2 separate regions of the Anas platyrhynchos genome follow, and region 2 is linked to region 1. Evidence: chromatin contacts called from public Hi-C data. All regions are on one chromosome and are shown on one strand. The core of a region is the stretch at or near the end of the contact, and the rest is flanking DNA. Distances in the headings are between cores, read along the strand shown. Region 1 holds the start of LOC106020015 (a long non-coding RNA gene). Region 2 overlaps PDK3 (pyruvate dehydrogenase kinase 3).

Region 1 (6,431 bases), core at 3,895-6,394:
GGGGGGGGAAGACTACAAAACAAGGGGAAGCTGTACAGCACGGGCAGCACCATCTCCTGCGTCATCCTTTGAGAATCGTGGCTCTAAGGGCTAGAGGAAGAGTTGGAAATGGCACAAAAACAACTTCTGAACTTACATTCCTCCTTTACAGCAAATTACAGGAAAAGATGTATTTCCATGTCTCCTCATAGCCATACCCAGCCAGCAAAGGGTGTGAGCTAATTGTTAAATTCAGTTCAACAAGTTCCTCATTAGGGGAAAATTACTTGAGTTTGAAATATGCTAATTTTCCAATCAGGGTGAGTGTTTGCACTTGTGATTTGGAAATAATTAACACATGGTATAACATCAAAACCAACGTAAAGGCTAATGGTAGAAGGACTAATTTCCTTGGCATGAAAGTGGCGTGCTTGGTTTCCCCAGAGGTCTATTACTATCCTTTCAGTATAGGGATCTACTACGTAAGGTGTTCTGTTATTTATTTAGCTTGATTCTCTAGAGAGTTGTACGCTTTAGTGTTAATTTTGAAAAAATCAAATTTTGTTTTCGAAGGCTTGGGGTATTTTCTTGTTTGTTTTATTTTGAAGGGAGCTATTTTTATTTCTCCTTCTCCTGTCAACACAGACTTTTCCAGAATGATTAGCTTCAATTATCTCTAAAAAGAGATCATAAACTGTCATTTCAGGCTGTGACTTTAGTCTGAGTTTTGCAAAGTTTAAATGCACGCTCCCTGGAGAACCACGTTCTGATCCTTAAAAGCATTCCTGGAACGTGGAGGCACCGCAGCAGTTAGAAAGAAAGGGCGTCCAGGTGGGACCATTAACTGGGAGAGCAGATTTGTAGGTGGGAGAAATAAATGCAGTTGCAAAATACCAGCTGAGTTTCTACCTTAAAGTTTCAGCCGCTGATATATATATCACATCATCACCAGCTCGATGCGTTATCAGATAATATTGGCTAGCGTAACCAGAGATTGTTTCTGGCAGATGATGTTACCCTCACACCTCACAGCTCTGCAGCAGTACAGCGTGGTGCGTTAGTCATCTCTCACCACCAAGCTTGCAAGGGAGAGGAAGGATTTGGTCTCCTGTGGCCAAGTCAGCTCCACCCAAGGGTGGTGTCAGCCCTGCTGGTGTGAGTACGCTGCAGCCCGTTGACAAGAAGGGTGTGACTTGCCACCTGCAAACAAGAAGAGCCCGTGCCCTGCGAGCAGGCAGCTTGCTGCAGAGCATGGGCACGCTATCCCTGCTAATGCCTAGTCTACGAGTAGTCCAGTTTTGGCTACACCCAGTCACCCAGATCACATGTATGAGCTCTGCTTGCTCGCTGTTAGCATAAGGTGCTTTGCCTTGCCTTTAAACCCCCAAAATCTCTCACAAAAAAGCAAACCAGGGTAGGGTGGTTTTAAGAGGCATCTGATCTACCAATGCTTTGTGGTGTCAACCAGCATCCTTAAAGTAGAAATGCTGCCCTGCAAAGCATGGGGAGGGAAATGTGGCCTGGGAACAGCTCTTTCTGCATTGCCCTGTCTCCTTTTGTGTCCGCAGATATCTATGGCAACAGTTCTCACCGAGATACCAGTTGTGTTTCAGGTGTATGTGACTCAGCACATGGGAATCCTGTTGCTGGATTAATCTCTCTGGCTTAGGTATCCTGTTTTGAACACTTCCAGTATGTTAATAGTTTGGAGCTTTTTCTTCTTACTGCATTTTTGGATGGCTGTAGACAGGACTTGGGTTTCTTCCTTTGCAGAGGCAGCATTTGTGTGTTGCATGCAGGTTTACCAAGCGACATTCGTGCTACTGGAAATGCTCCACGCAGGCGGTACGTATTTGCATTCCCAGGCAAGCTGACCATGATTCCCTTTCTCAGTCAATTTTACTTTCTATAGCTTTTTGCCTATGAATTACTCTCTTCTGCAATTGTGGACTGCAGTTCCCATTTCCATTTTTTTTTTTTCCTGTTGCTCTGTTTCTATTCACCTGCCTACTTCTGTTAATGACATCAGCTGCTATTTCTGTGCTTGGATAGGAACCGTTCACATATGAATTGGTTGCTTTGGTTAGAGGCAATGTTTTGTGTGTCACATCCCCAGAGCATCTCGCCTTCTCTCTCCTGTGTGGAGCATCCCCCCCCTCTGCTGCTCATGTGTAATGTGAAAGAGAGCATGAGCAAGTGAGCCTGAGGGGCTAATATGTTAAAATTCATGGTTCTAATTGGAGATGCATCTTTATTTTTCTGAATCTATGTATTATCCCTGTATGTGCTATCTTTTACTTCCACGGAGGATCAAGTTCTGGTCAAGTAACTCATATTTTATAAGAAAAAAATGCAGGTCTTTTCACTCTGGTTCTTCCTAAGCAGCTATTGTGTTACAAATGACACACCTGGTAGCTAAGAGATAACGTTTTCTGCAGTGCCAGCTGCCTTGGGAACTGGTGAGGAACCTACACTGCTGGAGCAAGGAAGAACAAAGCCACTAGGTCATCTGTCAGACCCAGTGCTGCCCATCACCTGCCTGTGGATAACGTTAAGGAGGTAAAGCTCAACCAATTCCCTCTGTTTGTTTCTTTCTTCCTCTCTTACCCTTTGGCTACTAGGCAACCTCATCTTGAAAGATGCTCCCTCCTCCCTTTGAAATTCTCTTCTTTGAGGCCTGGAGGTCTTCAACATCCTTTAGTCTTGAGTTTTAAAATAGCCTGGATGCCTCCAAGACACATGCAACAGGACAACACCTGCTGTTTAAATCCTGTTTTTGTGCCTGGTTCTTCCTCTTCTCACCTGTCTGGGGCTTCTGCTTTTGCCAGCCTCTCCCGAAGAGAGGTGCTCCGCTGGCCTCCACAGACTCTAGCACCGGGGTAGCTGCATGCTCGCACTGAACTTCTCGTGGGCTGACCCAAAAACAGGCTGGGGAAAAGGGTTCTCAAGCATTGCAGTGAGAGTTACGTGGCAACATCCTCTGGTGAGCTCTTTGCTGTCTGCTGAGGACCTAAGGCAGCTCTGAGCCCCCAGGTGGCTGACTGTGAGGTTACGAGCAGTATTTGCTGTCCATACAGCTCTGCATCAGACAATCTACCAGCTTCTGGAAGCTAGGATTTGTCTCTCAAAAATCATAAGGAGTCAAATGCTAGTTGGTCTCTTACCAGCAAATTGTGGATGTCAATTTTCAGGTTTTTAGTACTGTTTGGTAGCAAAGTAAAAACAAATAAAAAAAATGATCAGCATTCGGTGATTCTGTCAATGTGTGCACACACGCGAATGCACCAACTTCCATCCTACAAATTCTCTATTTTCAGCCCTTTACACAGATTTAACTGAGCAACATGCAAATCTAGTATCAATGCTGTATGAAGAAAAACCTGTGTACACAAGGCTGAGAGAGCCAAAGGATGATTTTTTGGGAGCTGTTTATATACAATCCAACATAAAAGCTATCTGACTACACTTTTACCAGCAGTATTTACAAACGGCTGTCTGGGCTGTCAAGCCATCCTCTATTTGTGGCCCAAACCAACCTGTTGTTAAGCATTGGCCCAGCACACCACATCCCTATGGCCTGGATGCTTTGCTCAGCTCCTTCGGTCCCATGCACACAGTGCAGCTCGTCCCATCTCCTTGGCTGGGGAGCAACCCCAGGTTGTCTTATGCTGCCCTCGACTGTGGCTTCTTGAGTAAAACTGCCTTAGCAGATCACTGCCAAGGAATTAACTCCCTTCTTTTTATTGTAATGATTTCAGCGGGACTTTGAATTCCTTCTGTAATTTTAAACAGAAGCCACCGCTAGTATCATGTCTACAGCTCTGTCAACACCCTTAGCCTGTCGCTCTCTCAAAAAAAAATAATGCTGATAAATGGAGGGAGATTAAAAGGATTTGATTTGGATTTATCTTCCTTAATTTTCTAATCTTAAAACCACCCTTTGAATGGCTCTGTTTGAGGAAGCAGTCTGAATCCTTTATTGGTTTAATAGGATTTAGCTAAGATTACTGACCTTATCCCATCCTCAGACTGGACTTCCACGGATAGTCTCAACAGCTTTCCCTGACACTAAGCAAATTCCTCTCTGTAAACAGTTGGAGCTGCCTGAGACCAGATTAGCTACTGATGCTTTCCCTCCTTGCTGCTATGCAGCGTCCATTGAAACCTCCTCATAAGGAGAAGCGAGGGAATTTTCACTTACATTGCTTACGTTATTTTATTATTATTATTTTCTTCTGTCTGTGCTTTTCTGCCACTTGAAGCTGGGTGCAAAATCTGCAGTGAGAGACACTTAGTAGAGCTTGACCACCTTTCCCCCCACGCCATACAAGTTCCTGTTCAGGGAAAGCTGCAGGCTGACGGTCCAGCAGTGCATGACAACCCTTCCCAACCCGGAGCCCATGAGGGATTTTCTTTCTTTTCCAACCATTTGTGGTAATAGTTGAACCTGCTACCATGTGCAGGTGTTCCCCCTGCCTCCTGCCCCCTTTCTAGTTCTCCTGTGTTACAGGCTTTGTGTTCCATGCTGTCCTTCCTCATTTTTATTGATTTATTTTTAGCAGAGCACTGATACCCTTTCAGTTTCCTAGGGTAGCTAAAGGACACGCTACGCCAGATGTGGCACAAAACTCTAAACTTTGAAAGCGATTCTCAGACCAGGACACTTCTTTCCCTGAGAAATATTTTAGGGTACACGGCACAATTCTTTCAATGCACAAAACGCCTCATTTTCCCCCAATATGCAGCACCCACACTGTTCTCATTGCACATGTCTGCGAGCGAAGGCTGTTTGGGCCAGCCTTTGGCGTTTCTATACATCAGTAAGGTATAAGTTAACTTGTTTATTTCTGCAACTATTTTCAGCCCTTCTCACACGGCCCAAATCGCTGGATCTGAGACCATTCACCAGCCGGGCTAGGAAGTCAAACCCAACCGCACCAAAACAAAACGGGGCTAAACACTTGCTCCAGGCCCCCTCCTCTTGCCTCCCCTTCCCCAGCCGGGCCGGGGGGCTCAGCAGAAGCCCCCAGGGGCCGGGGGTCTCTGCTGGGGCCCGGGGCGGCCGAGGGCCGCTAGATGGCAGGCGTCGACTGCTCAGCGCCACCCTCGCCGGGGGTCGCGGGCCGGGGGCTTTGGGCCCTCTGGGGGCTGCCCCCCGGGTGCTGTGCTGCAGGAGGAGGGTGTTTGTGGAGTCCAGAGGGTGTTTGTGGAGTCCCTGCCGTCCCTTTGCCTATGCTCCCCCAAATATTTGCTAGGAGTCTCCGTTGCTGCCAGGGGTAGCGTGAGCCACAATAATCAACGCTTGCTTATCTGGTAGCCGTCCGGAGCTTCTGCAGTTACCTCAGAGGGAAAATGTGAATAAAAGCACGCAAAGGGCGGCAGTGCCCCTTGTTTGTCTTCGGGTCCTACCGTGTCAGCCCTGCCAGGTGGGGACCGAGCTTCTTCTATCATACAGCAGGCCTCTGTGTCGCCAAAATCACAAGGGCGGTGGATTACTGTTGTAGTTTGGCTCTGACTTTCAGCCTGGCTAGCACAAGACCACTTATGGGATCTGAAGCTATGTATACATACGCTTCTTCAACCCTGTCTTCCAGGGAGAGGCACTGGTGCTTGAACTTTGGTCCAGCTGGTTCTCCACCTTGGCCTGGGGTCTCCACCTTGGCTTGGTCCTCTGCCTTGGGCCAAAGCCCACCCCAGCTCATCACAAAGCAAACAACTCCTCTGGGATTCATTTCTACTTCTGGTCAGACTGCGTGTGTCTACACTACTGTTTTAAATGGGATTAGCATTTGTGAAGCAGATCTGCTGATCTTGTTTCTAATGATGCTTCAGACCGCACTGTGGGCCTCAGCTCTGAGCGGGATGCCCTTAGGGTGAAGCTCAAGGGGCAGTCGTGCTCCAGGAGCACACACAGCGCTCCTTGGCTGCTAGCAGGCTTTCAGCCCACGGGACCAGCCCAGAGCTAGGGCAATACGTGAGTAATGGAGGCATCAAGACTTCAAATACTGCATCTATACAGATCTACGGGACAGTAAATCTATTTGGTACAGATTTACTCCTATTGTGCCACGCTACTTGCCAAATGTCCATGGAATCACTGTTACTGGGGCTTAATGTGAAATTTCTCCCAGACTTCTTTTATTTCAGTAGCAGTCCTTAAATCTGCCCCTCATTGATGACTGTACTGTATGTTGTTTCTTTCAGATGAAAGCTTTTTGAGAATTTTGCCATCAATTAGTGAGAACATGCCTACTGTGTGGTATTTTTCTTCCCTCCCTTCTCTTTGCTCCCCTAAGTGCCTGTCACTGTGCCTGAATCTAAGAGGATTCAGTCGTACACAGTGACTCTTTTCAGCCTTGCTGTTTTTCACCTTACCATTTATGTCTCGGATAGGATATATAAAAATCCAGCCTCATGTGCCCTCTAGTGAGAGCCTCGTCCTTCCCAAATGC
Region 2 (6,653 bases), core at 2,525-5,024, 52 kb after region 1:
GAAATATTCTGTGAGATATTCTGTATCAGTATGATATACCAAATATGATGAACCAAATATTTACTCCATCAGTGTAATTATTGTTACAGTAATCACAAGATGTCAGATTTTAGGATGTGTATTTAAATACATATAGTAAGGAACACCAGGAATTCTTTTGCAGCCTTCTGAGATAAAGTCCAACTATGCTTATTGTCCAAAAGACAGGAAGAGTGTTCTTTTATACTGAGTTTGGCCTATGAAGAGATGCAAAACCTACATTACCCAATTGAAGACCAATTTATTCTTATTGATGATATTGGATAGGCTGCCTGAGATTAGGCAGATTTACTTTCCTACTCTTTTGCATGTCCTCTCTTCCTAACTTTCTGAAAGCCATGCTATCTGACTGGATATGGAGCTGTAATTAGCAATTATTTTAAAAATTTCATAATCCGATGGATAAATCTAACAATTTCTCAACTTCCCTACCAGTGTCCCATGTTGCTGCTCTATAGCTCTGTCCCCTTTTTATGTCTATATGGCAGGAGGAGAAATGTTGGGAACTCTTTTCAGTAATGGTTCTATAACACTTTGCTTTTCTACCTATATAACAATGAATTCAGAATTTGACCCATTATCTGGGATCTTCTGGGGTCTTTGTCAGCTGGGGTGGACTTAAGGTTCTGGTGCTGCTTATCAAGGTAACAGCAGCACGAGAGAAGAGAAAGAGCTGAAGTGCTCTTTTAGATACATCTGATAACCATAGACATGCCCTTAAAGATCTGATCACAGTTCCATACTTGTCCTTGAATACCATGCAGCAAATGAAATACTCTGGTGTCACCACCACCAGGATTGTGCAGAGGGGCAGATGTCCCATAGTCCAGGTAGGTCTCAGATTGCCAGCGCCAGTCGCTTGATGGCTTGACAGTTGTTGTGGGTCTGAACCTTCAGAATGCAGAGCTTTAACTTGCACATGATGAGTCCTTTCTGAAGTTTGGGTTAGATGTTTTTTATAGTAGTGCTATTTCTACAGCAGGCAAATTGTTTTGGTTTTTCATTTTTTTAGTTGAAAATTAAATACATGTGGCTCAGTCTTGAGAAATGAACTTGCTGCAGTTTGCAAATGTATCAGATATTTTAAAATGACCCAGGGCTACTCATTATACAAGTTTTTGTCATTTTGGGGGTGATCACTAAATCTTACTGGCTTCTCTTGGATGGAACAGAGCAATGCTGTCTGCTTTGGTCAATAGTTGGCGAGAGGCAGTCTTGCAGACCAGGATTTACTTTCTTTCTAAATATTTCATGGCTTTTTGGTTTTCTGATACTCCTTAGCAAATGCGTGGATATCTCTCTTAACCCTTCTTTGCACAGCATTTGTCAGAGTCAAGCTGGGCTCAGTGTCTCCAGGATCATATGTCCTCAGGAGCAATTTCTAGCACAAGTAATTGCAGACTGATTCAGAGTTTGGACCTCTTGCAATAGTGAGGGTTTTTTTTGTGGCAGCGTGGCTTTTGAAGAGTGAGATGCATGATGTTGGAGGTGGTACTTCAAATAATGCTTTCTAAAATGGTGGAATGACGGCATTAGTTGAATGTAAAACTGCCCTCTGACTTTGTGTCACCTCTCTGCTCACCTGGGGAGCCTGCTTGGGTGTTCTCAGAGCGCAAGGCCCTTGAGGAATCCCTTTTTCATATCAACGTACAGGATTGTAGATGTTATCCATGTGTTGGCATAGCTGTCTGCTCAGCCATACAGTGAAATGAGTTGGGAAACTGATCTAGTGGAAAAATAGCCCTGTTTCAGCCCCATCAATCCCTAAACTGTTGTGCCCCGAGGCCCACAAGGAGAGCAGTGCCAACGCAATACAGCAGGTGAACAGGTATGAGTAAGTGCAGACTAAACCAATGCTAATGCTTCCCAGAGTAGCCCAACTTGCCTGTGCCCTTAGCGTGTAAATTTGAGGACAGATGCATAGCCATGAATTTTTTTTGAACATGGGGAAAAATACGTCAAAGTGATTTTTCTGCCACATATTTCTGTGCTACAGAGGATTAGAAATGCTTCAGTTTCTTCATGTTCTATTGGTTAGTGGACTGGATGAAGACTTGCTACAATGTTGTCAGACCTTTTTGGAATTTTTCATAATAACAGTATCTTTGCTCAAGGTGCAGAGGGGTCTGGTAGGAAGTCATTCCTTAGTTCTGTCAAACAATGTGATTGCAGAAGTTTTAAGATAAGGTGCTCACATTTGGTAGAGTGTGTAAGCTGGCAGAAGTGTTTGGAACTTCCAAGGGTGGCAGTATGCATCCAGATGATCATGCAAAGGCAGAAGTTGCTTTCAATAACAGAAGGTTTTGTAAAAAGTGGTGTTTATCCGTACATTGGGGGGAAAAAAAAGAAAAGAACAAACACTCCACATTCCGTACCCATGAGTTTCTTGGATTTTTTTCTTGCTCACCCTTTGGTGGGAGTGTGTCAGAGAAAGTATTCTGGATTCAATAGTAACTGAAGTAATACACTGTGAATATGTCTGTAGATAATGCACAAATACGAAATTTAGTAATTAAAAAATAACTTTTTCCTCGTGCAGCACAAAGATTGGAATAGCAATTCTGTTAGCAATTTGAAATAACTATCGGAGTAGATTGGAATAAGCACATGGTGTTTTGTTACTTCAAAATAATACGAAATGCTACTTCACTTAGTGTTTTTACTGTGAAAATAGTTACGTTCTACAAGGGGAATTTTTCAGAGCGTGAACTTGGTTTGTCTTTCTGGTGGTTTTCAACTACCAGATAGCTAGCACTTTTTTCTAAAAGAGCAGTCTGTCAGACAAAGAATATTGTGTGTGTGAGTATGTATATATATACACATGTCCTATTTAAAAGGATTTTTGATGGTCTACACGCATCAGCTTTTCTTCAACCTTTCAGGTAATGCTATCCATAAAATGGACATAGCAAAAATTCCCTTTTGTCTTTATACTGAGTTTTTAAAATGACTTTTCTTGCGCTGTCCTGATAAATCAAAACAGAATAATGCCTATTACTGCCGTTAGGGACTTAAAAAAATAACTTGTGTGTTGACATTCATTAATTACCTTCACAGGAATGCATAGGTTTAATTTATTTAATAGCTGTGATAACAAACATTGTTTTGTTAATACAGAAGCCACTGAAGTTATTTGACTGAAGTAGCTTTATATTAGTAATTGCTCAAACCAACAGCATTATTCATTGTAGTTGTTCAAATGCAAAACAGAATTTTTCTGAAGATCTATTGCTAAATAAAACTTTCAGAGCTATTCTGCAATCGATTTTTCTCAGTCAATCCCATGACCACTTAAGATTTTTTTTATGTGGTTTCCTATGGTTTGAGTATAGTAAAAGCTTCAAATGCCTTTCAGGTGTGTGCAGGATGGGGAGTGGGTAAGGAATGAGTGGAAGGAGATGTGTTGTGGTTTCTGCGCCACTGCCTTGAAATTAGCATATATACTTTGATATGTTTGGTCACTTGAAAGCATCTACTTTATGGGAACACTTGAGTGAACTCAGTTATCTTTGAAGATAGGACAAGAGGCTGTCAGATCGTTGTAAGAGTGAAGAATTCCTTTACTGTGTGCATTCACACACCAAGCTTCAGCTATGATTTGCTGGTCTGTAATAGGTAAACAGCCTAGACCTTTGTTTGCCCTTCCAGCACGCTCGGTGCATTTGAGCACTTTAGTAGCAGGATATCTGCGAACAGTGTGCCCTCGTGGAGCACATAAGCATCATGTTGTATATATTGTGGGTAGTGGAGCTACTTAAAAATGAAAAGCACAGCTGTCTGCAAATAGCAGCTAGTAGAGAGTGCTGTCAGTTGTTGTCTTTCAGATATGATTGGAAGTGTTGCTTCTCAGCTCTGTTTTAAGCCAGTCTTGTTGCTCTGAAACAGAGAGAAAGCATGAATAAAATAGCCAGGCAGTAGTCTTGTCTGGAAAGCTAATACCAGATCTCAGAGGGTTACAAATCATACAGAATCAAGACTTAAATGATCTGTAAATTCTTTATTAAAATATCTGAAGCAGTCAGCAAGATTGGAAAGCAATAGGGAACAAGTTGGTCTGTACTGTGAAAATTTTCGGGGAGATTCAGGCAGTTAAAACTTCCCCTTTTATATGCAACAAAACAGTGTTGAAAGGCAACTGAATTGTTTGTTAATATATGGTCAAAAATTGGTGATCAGAACAAGGATGATGAAAGAGTATTAAATATTAATCCTACATTCCTTTGGAGCTGGCAAGGTACAGTAGAAGAAATAATTTTAAAAGCTTATCACTAGCTAAGCATATGTTTTACCATCAAATGATTGTCTTGGCTAACTGGGTATGAACAGGAAGGAAGCTTGTGCTTTAAATGTGGTGACTAACTGGTAGTCTTCTACTTTTTGTGATCTTAGTCTTCTTTGCTTCCTTAGCTGGTGTATATTTCGCTTTCGGTGCAAATAATGCATCTCTTTTCAGTATAAATCTGACATATTTTTTTAAAGTCAACTACATAGCCAAGTCTGTAAATTTGCAGATGCAGGCATAGCCCAACAAGACTCCCAGCTTTGTTTTCTTCTGAAAGCTGTGTTTCACTGTGTGTTTTCTAACAAGATCATGTAAACACTGTAGTGCTAACATCCATATCACATTACAAAATAGAGCAGAACTGAGTAGCACTGATTTTTTTCTATGTCTAGGCTTTTAAAAGCTAATAATTATTAATATTTAAAGTATGCACAATTTTGCACATGGAATAAACAGGATGAGCACTTTTAAGATAAGTGTAGAGCTGCCTTGGCAGCAGAAACAAAAATCCCCCAAGCTGATTCAAGAGAAGTACTTGTTAAAAACAAAGGAAGTGGTATCCTAAAACTGCCCAACCTACCACAGAGACATCTGTCAGAGCACCGTTGTATGTGTTCTGCCATCCAGTGGTGTAAAAAGGAAACTGAACAGAAGGCACATAGATGATAATTACCTATCCCAGCACTCAGACTTCAGAATAGATGTCAGGTAAAGAAATGCATTCAAAAATTACAGTGCACAGAGTGAATTTTGGGAAGAAATTATGAATTATAATACTTGTCAGGAAATTCTATGGGGGCAGTAAGGTGCTATTTTCTAAGTTACCTCTCCAATCTGCCAGCTACTGTTAGTTACAGAGAATGAGAGTTACTGTGGTGCATATAAAAAGGGAATCTCTTGTTCTCAGTTAATAGCAAAGGGATTTAATCTAAAGGGATGTTTCAGGAAGGAATGATTCAAATTGAGACCGTAAATATTTCACAGACCGTTGTGACCTAATGTTTCTCTTTAAATAAGCTTGTTTAGGTATGACAACTTTATTTACTGGGTGGGATGGCAAATAGATAAAATGGTTATGGTGTGGAGAGTTGAAAACAGAAGTGAGAGATTGAGTTTAATTATACCTTTAACAATCTGTTTTTAATTTTGTTTCCTCTAGCTTTTTAGATGTTTTAATTAAAGTCAGGAACAGACACAATGATGTGGTTCCAACCATGGCTCAAGGGGTGATTGAATACAAGGAAAAATATGGCTTTGATCCATTTGTTAGCAGTAACATCCAGTATTTTCTAGATAGATTCTACACCAACCGCATCTCTTTCCGTATGCTTATTAACCAACACAGTAAGTAATTGCTTATTTCATCTTCAAGAGCTTGTTGCTTGTAAACCTGAAGAAGCTGTAGCTTTGTTTTAGTATTTTTAGTACTCATGACTAATTCTTAATATTCTGTGCTAATTATGGTAAAAACATACTGGCAACAGGTTAATATGGTACTTCACAGCTGTCAGAAATGAATCCAAACCACCAGTGTGCTTTCTTCCAGAATTGTCAGGCTTTGTCAGTGTGGCTGTCACTTTTTAATCTTGTTGGCAGAGACAGCTTGCATAGTGTTACATGAAGTATTTTTAGACAGTGGAGTAGCCGGATTTTTCTGCTCAGAATTCTCTCAGCATAGCTTGTAGAGTTGGCATTTATTTCATAATCAAATGTGAGGATGCAAAAATACTGTGTGTGTCTTTTTGCTTAATTTTTCAGCAAGTTATCTAGACTTCCTTGCCTTTTTAAGTAATACTAGTTGAGTACTTCTAACTAAAGGTTTAAATTATAATCCTTGTCTCCCTCTACTCCCTATTTTCTATTTAAGAATAAATACTTGAATTAGTCATCCTCTGCCTTTGAGTTCTATGTCATTGCTTTATGGTGTTACTAATAAACCTTTTCATATTCATATTACAGAGTGAAAGGAGTTACTTGCACAGCTCCTAGTAACCGTTATGTGCAGCCATGCAGAAAGTGATCTATGTAAAGTTAAGATCAATCTTGATCTCTTAGTGTATCTTGTACCTTTTAGCACTAAAGCTTCATTGTCTGCCCAGTATTCTGCTTTTGTGGGCTATTAGAACATGGGTGCACTACAGATAATGGGGAGCAAAAGTGGAGTAATGCACTAAGGTATTTTACAAGTTGTGTGTCTTTCCAATAACCTTTTATGAGACTAGCAAATGCCATGCTGTCTGTGTACAAGTAGCTTTCATGTGCCAAAGCATGCAGTGAAATAAATACAGTTTATTCTTGTAACTGGGCAGACAAATGATGAATAAACAGTTTA

What was found. A called contact is a pair of places that touch in the nucleus more often than the background predicts.
Region 2: a contact with region 1 is called in a Hi-C map of liver, with 4 times the contacts expected there. The contact joins two enhancer-like sites. A contact is called at or near these places in 5 of 8 Hi-C or Micro-C datasets (F1 follicle, liver, skeletal muscle and 1 more).

What each region holds. Positions count from the first base shown.
Region 1 is chr1:116,620,722-116,627,152 of IASCAAS_PekinDuck_T2T, forward strand. It overlaps LOC106020015 (a long non-coding RNA gene), which reads left to right and starts at 348. Exons shown (of 9, transcript XR_011804790.1): 1 at 348-466; 2 at 686-810; 3 at 1,548-1,648; 4 at 1,753-1,824; 5 at 2,418-2,538. LOC110354389 (a long non-coding RNA gene) reads right to left here and starts at 207. Exons shown (of 4, transcript XR_003494671.3): 1 at 51-207. Within about 2 kb of position 5,145, at least 1 of the 8 cell types and tissues checked has an H3K27ac peak or open chromatin away from gene starts, as enhancers often do.
Region 2 is chr1:116,674,092-116,680,744 of IASCAAS_PekinDuck_T2T, forward strand. It overlaps PDK3 (pyruvate dehydrogenase kinase 3), which reads left to right. Exons shown (of 11, transcript XM_027449036.3): 4 at 5,481-5,665. Among named protein-coding and RNA genes, the nearest start is that of PDK3, 36 kb to the left of the region's middle. Within about 2 kb of position 3,775, at least 2 of the 8 cell types and tissues checked have an H3K27ac peak or open chromatin away from gene starts, as enhancers often do.